Linked DNA regions of Zea mays: regions 1 and 2 are each linked to region 3. A link is a contact called in public Hi-C data. All regions are on one chromosome and are shown on one strand. The core of a region is the stretch at or near the end of the contact, and the rest is flanking DNA. Distances in the headings are between cores, read along the strand shown. Region 1 holds the start of LOC100286033. Region 2 holds the start of LOC541930 (GTPase protein). Region 3 holds the start of LOC100192638.

Evidence for each region. A called contact is a pair of places that touch in the nucleus more often than the background predicts.
Region 1: a contact with region 3 is called in a Hi-C map of leaf, with 7 times the contacts expected there. The contact joins the promoter of LOC100286033 here to the promoter of LOC100192638 in region 3. A contact is called at or near these places in 4 of 25 Hi-C or Micro-C datasets (bundle sheath, ear, leaf and 1 more).
Region 2: a Hi-C map of endosperm shows a contact between it and region 3, with 1.7 times the contacts expected there. The contact joins the promoter of LOC541930 here to the promoter of LOC100192638 in region 3. A contact is called at or near these places in 2 of 25 Hi-C or Micro-C datasets (ear and endosperm).

What each region holds. Positions count from the first base shown.
Region 1 is chr4:186,815,640-186,818,339 of Zm-B73-REFERENCE-NAM-5.0, forward strand. It overlaps LOC100286033, which reads left to right and starts at 1,348. Exons shown (of 2, transcript NM_001158921.1): 1 at 1,348-1,647; 2 at 1,796-2,581. The coding sequence starts at 1,531. The coding sequence ends at 1,951.
Region 2 is chr4:187,511,009-187,513,708 of Zm-B73-REFERENCE-NAM-5.0, forward strand. It overlaps LOC541930 (GTPase protein), which reads left to right and starts at 1,324. Exons shown (of 8, transcript NM_001111593.1): 1 at 1,324-1,501; 2 at 2,004-2,091; 3 at 2,356-2,465; 4 at 2,581-2,644. The coding sequence starts at 1,397.
Region 3 is chr4:187,162,866-187,165,565 of Zm-B73-REFERENCE-NAM-5.0, forward strand. LOC100192638 reads right to left here and starts at 1,427. Exons shown (of 5, transcript NM_001137852.1): 1 at 1,136-1,427; 2 at 788-1,012; 3 at 169-363; 4 at 15-76. The coding sequence starts at 1,285.

The DNA of each region.
Region 1 (2,700 bases), core at 98-2,597, 350 kb before region 3:
GTTCAGTACTACAGTAGACTCGCGTGTGTGTGGCCAACAAGCGCATGCGGCCCGGCCGGCCGGGCATCATATACATACATTGGTTGGCGTACAGGTACGCGCGTAGAATATTGTTAGCTAGATCATGAATGGTGGCGCGACGCGCGTGGACATGGACAAACTCGAGCGTTCGTGCGCTACGCCGATCATGCTCCTAGCTAGCTTAATTGATCATCGTATTGTGGCATCTAGCTTTGTTGCAGTTTTTTCACTGAATTAGATACTAAAACAGTAAAGCTAAGACGATTACTGGACTGGTTATAGTGATAAAAAAAAGGTCTGATGGCCTTAGTCTAACACTGACGATACTGCAGTCTGCAGACATCAGACAGGCGGATGGGGACAGAATTGCGTACGTACGTGCGTATGCTAATAGGGGCATCTTTTGGGTCTGCTGCAGCGGTGTTTCGAGTCGACTCCGTTCTCTTTAATTTAGCAGACAAGTGTAAACTTGACTAGCATGTTTTTTTATTAAGAATCCCGATGCGATTAGAGTGTCTGCTGTGCACGTATGTGTGTGCAGGACAAAACACGTGCTCCGTGTCTTACTGTTGTGTGTGACACTACGTGCATGCATGCATGTAACTTACTAGTAGCAGCATGCTGGCAGTAGATTCCCTTTTGCTAACGTGGATTAGCACGTATATATTCCATTACAAGTCTAGGGATAGAATTTTATGATCGTCTGGAACTTGGAGATACAACGAGGTTCCTCCTCCTACCGGGGATTTTCTCGTAATGCAAGTTGGACCTCACCACGAAAATCTACTATTTGGAAACATTCAGCCCATACTTACTAGATTGGTTTCCGAACTGTAGACCAAGTTGGAGTTGGGTAACCACTCTCTCCGACCGTAGCTGGCAAGCCTGGCCTTGCGGAGCAAGGTGAGGAGAGCTGGGCTGGCCGCGTAGCGTAGACCAGCCAAATCCGCTCTACTTATTCTCCTTCCGTTTACCAGCCAAATCAGCACGTGGCAGATCGGGGGGACACGGACTGCCTACCGGTGGGCTATGCATGAGAGAGGCGAGCTGCCGCAGTGATTAGACAGAGAGAGACACGCGGGCCCAACTCGTCCTCTTTGGCTCTCCCTCTCTCTCTCGTTGCAGACTTGTAGTGCAGTGGAGGCGTGGAGATCGAATCAACTGCTCGTCTGCTCTACAACACCAGACCACCCTTGCTTCCTGTCCCTCCGCTACACGCACTTGCGCTCCGACCCAATCTGGATCCAACCACGAGCCAGCTCGCTATAAAGGCACCCTCTCCCTTTCTGTCTCCCTCACAACTCAGTTATTCTACAGCTTTAATTTTGCAGAGCGACCACCAGTCCAGGTCCAGCGCGGGACGCATCACATACACGCGGTACCTTCGTTCGTTCTCAAGCTTATAGCGCCCGATCGACCCTGCGCGGAGCTAGTTCGTTCGTTCCGGCAGGCGGCGGCAGCGAAGCAGTGCGACGACGACGACGAGGTACGTAGAGAGCGAGAGGATAGATGTCGAGCCGAAGGTCGTCGTCGCACGGCAACATCTCCGAGGACGAGATGAACGAGCTCGTCTCCAAGCTCCAGGCCCTGCTCCCCAGCTCCCGCCGCCGCCGCGGCTCCGGCCAGGTGCGTCGTCGGTCGCGAACAGATGGCTGACCCGCTCAACATCTCCGGGGCGCTGTGCAGTGCATATGCATGCATGCTCGCCTTTTTTTCCAGTTTTAAACGTCTAAAATGCGCGCGGCGGGGCGGGGACATGACATGCATAATGCAGGCGTCGACGGCGAAGCTGCTGAAGGAGACCTGCAGCTACATCAAGAGCCTCCAGCGGGAGGTGGACGACCTCAGCGACCGGCTGTCGGACCTCTTGTCCACCATGGACCACAACAGCCCCGCGGCGGAGATCATCCGAAGCATCCTCCGCTCCTGAGCGCGCGCAAGGGCGAGGTCAACGAACGCCGGCCTCCGATCGATCGCCGACAGCGCGCGCTCTCCGGCCGGCTGGTCACGTGCGGGAGCTGAGCTCAATTAGGTAGCTAGGGTATATATACATATAATATATATATCTACATGTACGTGTATCTACCTTTTCCTTTACCAGTCTCCCTAGATCTGAGATCATGTGGCTAGCTCCGTATAAAAATGTACTAGCCACACGCTGACACGCACACGTATGCATGATGGTCTCTGCGCTAAGCTTCACTGGGTAGTAGGGTATAGCACTAGAGCCTAAGCAAGCTTATCCTCCTCACTTTAGTATAGCTCGCAGCAGCAGCAGTCTCTCGATTCCTCGGCGATCTTCGGTGGCTTAATTGGATCGAGCTGGCTAGTGCGCTCTCTCTCTCTCTCTCATCTCTAGCAGGCAGGAAAAGAGACAACCGACCGACCACTACTAGCCTAGCCTAGAGCAAATTGACTGTCGTTATGATGATGATGATGTACTGCTAAAGCTTTTATTAACGACTTCAATAACATGTACGTCCTGCGGTTAGTGCTTTGTTTTTCACTCACCGTGCCATGCATGGCGTTAAGAAATGCAACCGCTGCGTGTCTGTACTGTATTTAGTGCCCTGCCTTTTCATGCATGTATGTTCCCTGGCACTCTCGGTCCAAATTTTAATTTGTACTTACACGTACGCTCTAGAAACGTGAAACGTCGCGTTTACTTTGGAGATGGAG
Region 2 (2,700 bases), core at 74-2,573, 350 kb after region 3:
CGATGATCAGATATGTGAGCTGTTCCAATGATGCTAACTAGCCGGCAAATCTTCCATTACCAGGACTGGACAGCCAGCTTTCGGCATTCAGGACTCCTACCCAGAAGCAATACATGTTCACTGCTCCTTTGTAAAGCAAACACCTGCAGCGCCTACAACCTTGACGCGTGCACCGTGACTGACAGGGCACACCACGTACGCATTGAGGAAATCGAGCGCCCACGTTGCCATCATTTGAGGCACTGTTTGCTGCCTTGTCTCCGTGCATCGGCAACATGCGCGAGGAGATTTTAAAAAAAATTGCTCAGGAAATGTGCTGCGAGTTCAATGTACACGTACTCGTAAGGGCTACTACACAGAGCACTACAGGTACAGAGTACAGACAACCAGACAGGGTACCGGACCAGTCTGGCATTTGTTTTTTTTTTTACAATTATTCTCAGCGACGTGGTTGCGCTGATTATTCTTAACGCTACTACTGCCAAAGCCAAACCTGTGCTCCTCGTAAGGGACACGCAGTCACCTCGCGCCAAAGCCAGCAACTTGATCGTCCTCTTGTGCCATTACTTGACCCCTCCCCTAGGTAGTAAAAATGGCGAGCGCATGCTTTTGTCATGGCTTGACTTGTTATTAATATATCGTGCGAATAGATCTGGTTTTTGCCATACGACACGGACTTTTCAAGGTTGCTGCTAGTTTTGCGAAAGGAATGTGCCACATTGTTGTCGCTCCTTTTGTGTCTCTGATTAGGTGAGTCGGCAAATGAAGGCAACGACAGAACGAAACGTCATGGTTTATTGACGCCTTTTTTTTTCTGTACCACGATCGCAACTTTCGTAAAAAATGAAGGTCTCGTTTGCAAATGATTTGATCACCAGAAGGATAATGACCATGGCGTGTACATAGGACATGGGAGCCTACTGTGGACTTGAATGTAATGAGTATAGGGTTAGTCGAAATAAGGACGATCCTGCCGTGTCGTGGTGGCTGTTGCGGTAGTGGAGATTGGGTATGGAGCGGTCAGATTTGGTACTCCAATTTTCTTCCCATGGACTCATCCTAGATACAGGAGTGGCTGCTTGACTGTACCAATAGCACGAAGAGACCACGCCTAAACAAGACACCAACGGGACAGGGCGATAAAAATGAAGAGGGACTGAGGGAGGGAGGGAGGGCGCTTCTCTAGGCAGTAGTGAGGTGAGTGAGAGAGACTGAGGAGGCATGTGACCCTCTTCACTCGCTTCACCCTGTTCATCACTCGCTTGTACAAGAAGTCACGCACCAAACGGGCAAGGGCAAACACCACCAAAGAAGGCGAGAACGCACTCCGTCCCTCTCCTCCAGGACCGCCCGCTCTTATCCCGTTTCTCCCTTCTCTGGGCTCGGAGAATCGGAGATGGCGTCCAGCGCCTCTCGGTTCATCAAGTGCGTCACGGTCGGCGACGGTGCCGTGGGCAAGACATGTATGCTCATCTGCTACACCAGCAACAAGTTCCCCACTGTGAGCTCTTCATTTCTCTACCTTATCCCAGTTCCTATTGGCAAAAAGGTTGCTGTGCGATTTCCCGTCAACTTAGGGGATTTCATTACAAGCAATGGTTTTTTCCCTGTTTCTGTTTTCTTGAGGACGGTGTGCTGTGCAAAAGCCCGCACTTCCTCAGTTTAGTTTACTTTGGGTGTGTTTGGGTTGAGGAACAAGATGGTCCATCTTGTTATCACTTCTTACTTTTTTTTTTATTTGGTTTGTGTAATAAAATGAGTTAATTATCACTGACTCATTTCTTATAAGCTAATAATTAGTACGAGAAATGAGTTGATTACGCTAAAATATATGGGATGAACTCATGATGCATCAACTTATAAATCATAAATCATAAGTTGACTCCACAAACCAAACACGCCGTTTGTGTTGTTTTATTGACTCATGCAACGGATCATTTTGTTGGCCTCTAACAGCAATTTTCGATTACTCGTTGCTGATTCATCGAATTTGCGTTCCGCAGGATTACATACCCACGGTGTTCGACAATTTCAGTGCAAATGTCGTTGTGGATGGCACCACGGTGAATTTGGGCCTGTGGGATACCGCAGGTAACTTTTGAGTCTAGTTTGCGAAATCTATTTTTCCAAAAGATTTCTATTTTACCAAAGGAAAATAAACTATTTTATCTTGTTAAAATAAAAATCCCTCAGGAAAATAGTGTTTCCAAACTAGCCATTAGTGTTTTTATTTGTCCTATTAGTGTACCTTTGCGGCCTATGTTTTGTTCAGCTCAACAGAAAATCGAGTCGAAAAGTCTGCTTTTAGAGGATTCTTGGGGTAATTTAAAGTTCACATGACCATATCCTTTGCAGGGCAGGAAGATTACAACCGACTGAGGCCTCTAAGCTACCGTGGTGCAGATGTTTTCGTGCTTGCATTCTCACTTGTGAGTCGAGCTAGCTATGAGAATATCATGAAGAAGGTGGTGAAATGTGCTACCTTGTTTTTTATTTTTTACTTTCTTAAAGTTTGTTTTCATGCTTTTGGAATTTCCTAGAGGCTTGAATGTTTATCCTTTGTTCTTTATTACTCTTCAGTGGATACCGGAGCTTCAGCATTATGCACGTGGGGTGCCTGTTGTGTTGGTAGGCACAAAATTTGGTGAGTTCTGTTCATAACAAGAGCATGCAGATTTCACTTGGTATATATTTGGGTGG
Region 3 (2,700 bases), core at 177-2,676:
GTTTATGTATTTACCCTGCGAAGATGGACGTGATGCAAACCGCAGAACCAACCGCCAACCCGGCCAACTCACCCACCTGCATCCACGACAGCGAAACAAACAGCGTCAGAATCGCGCAGCCGAAAATGGCGACAAGCAGCAACCACCGGTGCCGGTCTTCTTGCTTACCGCTCTCGTGTCCGTGGCGACGGCGAGGGTGACGAACATCATGTTGAAGGTGACGATGACCTCGATGATGAGCGAGTGCCAGTGCGGCCCCGCCGGCGTGGTGGTGCCCAGCACGGCGATGGGGTGCAGCACGGCCTTGAGCACGAACGACGCGCAGATGGCGCCGGTGAACTGCGCCGCCCAGTAGAACGGGACCTGTACCCAGAAATACAAACGTTACATTAGCATTCTAGGCAAACCAATCCGCCCCGCCGCTAGCCCGCTACAATATTATCTTATTCTAATCCCGCGTGAGCATTATTTGGGTCATGAGTATGTAGTACTAAGCATTCTCTCTCTTGTTTGACTTTCTTTTAGTTGACGATAATAGACATATGATAACTTGGCATCCATTATTATGCCTTAGAAAAGGTGGATAATTTTGCCCATGATCACGCCATGATGACAAGTATATGTGCAGCCGAACGTTTCTGTTAAATAAAATACCCTGACGACCCACTTGTTGTAACCACTTTCGCGTGTCAACGAATGCATATCCGTCCTATGCCCAAACCCCCAGCCATGGCTCAGTTTCGATTTCGACGCAAAGCTAGGAGACCAGGTCTGCGGACGCGTGTACCTGGATCCAGGGGAAATGGCGGAACACGGCGAAGGCGAGCGTGACGGCGGGGTTCATGTGCGCGCCGGAGATGTGGCCGACGGCGTAGATCATCACGGTGACGATGAGGCCGCCGGCGACCGACTGCCCCAGCTGCGAGATGCGGTCCTTGTCGCTGCCGTAGATCCCCGCCGCCCCGCACGTCACGAACACCAGCAGGAACGTGGACACCACCTCCGAGACCACCTGTGGGATCAGTCTACGGTTAACAACAACCAACGGAAACGAAGACGGGATGGACCGGAAGAGAATCTTCATTCTCCGTGACGATGATGGTCGCCGCCATATAGACATGGCATGCGTACGTACCTTCTTGAGGAGGTGGGGAGGGAACATGTCCGCTAGCGACCGGTCGTAGTACGCGGGGGGCAGGCTGCTGGAGTTGTGCACCGCCGTGCCGATGTCGTGGATCTCGTTGTTGAAGTTGGCCCTGGAGTTGGCCCTCGAGTTGGTCGACATTTCCGGCGATCGACCGACGAGCTACGACGCGTGCGCGAGGGCGTGAACTCCTTCCTACGTAGCACTGCGCTCGGCAAGAGGAAGCGGAAGAAGAAGAAGAAGAAGAAGCTCTACTGGCAGCTATCTGTGTCTGCCTCTCTTGCTTGCTCTTCGAGGTAGTGAGCACTCGGCCGGCAGGAGGTATTTATAGCTAGGGAGAGGCCAGAGCCAGGTCCTCCAGGAGTGAGCTGCAGATGCTAGAGGTGGCAGGTACGCAGCGCCTTTTTTATTAGGCCTACTTGTCGGATCCACAGAGGCGCACTGTGTTACTTAGCTAGCTCTCCAATCGGCCGGGGATCATCGCTGTTCAAAACAAATTTTTTTTGGATCCAGCTTCTTCGAACACGTTGTCGGATCGCCATTGGCCGGGATGTATGAACTCGCATGCTTATATCTGCTCTTAATAATTACTCCCTCCGTTCTTTTTTTTATTTGTCTTGTATTAGTTCAAAAATGAATTCGCGTCATCGCCCTCGCGATCGCAATTCGCAAACATATATGAAACGATTCGGGTGTGCAGGCTAAAAACAATTGGGATCGGCAAGTCAGTATAAGGCTGTCTCCGGCAGCGTTCTCTAAATTTCATCCTCTAAAGAAATATTCTATGTCATTTACAGTGTACTCTAAAATATTATGTCCTCTATATTATCTCGTTCTCCAGCAGCGTCCTCTAAATTCCATCCTCTATAGAAATAGTATTACTCATTCTTATTTTATACACAACTTTTCATTAACGAGACCATGTACGGCTCCAACCAGCGCTCTCCATTCGTTTGTCCCAACGTAGAAGAGAGCAGGAGCCAGGCCATAGCGGACGCCTGTACAACCTCTAGGTTTAGAGTGTCCAGCGACGTACGCTACTTTTACCGGACGTTTTGCCGTGTCCTGCTGGGGGATAAAGGAGCTCGTTGTCCTCTAAATTTAAGGTACAAAACCATATACATACCCTTGCTGGAGGTAGCCTAATATACCGCGGGATAAAGCGCGACGTCGAGGTCACGACGGCGATGTAGCAGTGGTGACGAACAAATTCTAAAATAGGGAGGTCACGACGGCTCGACCCCGACTCCCCCGAGCGAGAAAATGCTATTGCAGGGACGTCGTCGCCGGATCGGACTTTGTTGTATAGGTTGGCATTTAGCATATATTCTGCTTCGTAGGATGAGTACACGACACGAGCGAGCCAACCGTACCTCCGAGATCTACCATTGGTCCGTCGAAGGGCGTTGCCGCCATTATTCTTAATTGCAGGGCCAATGGCCGGATTCAAATGATGAGCCAAGTCGTAGATTTGCTTAAGAATGGATTACAATACGGAGTTATCTTAACCACTCCGTGCTTCGGCGTGCATGCTTTTGCTGCAGTTAGCGGCAACT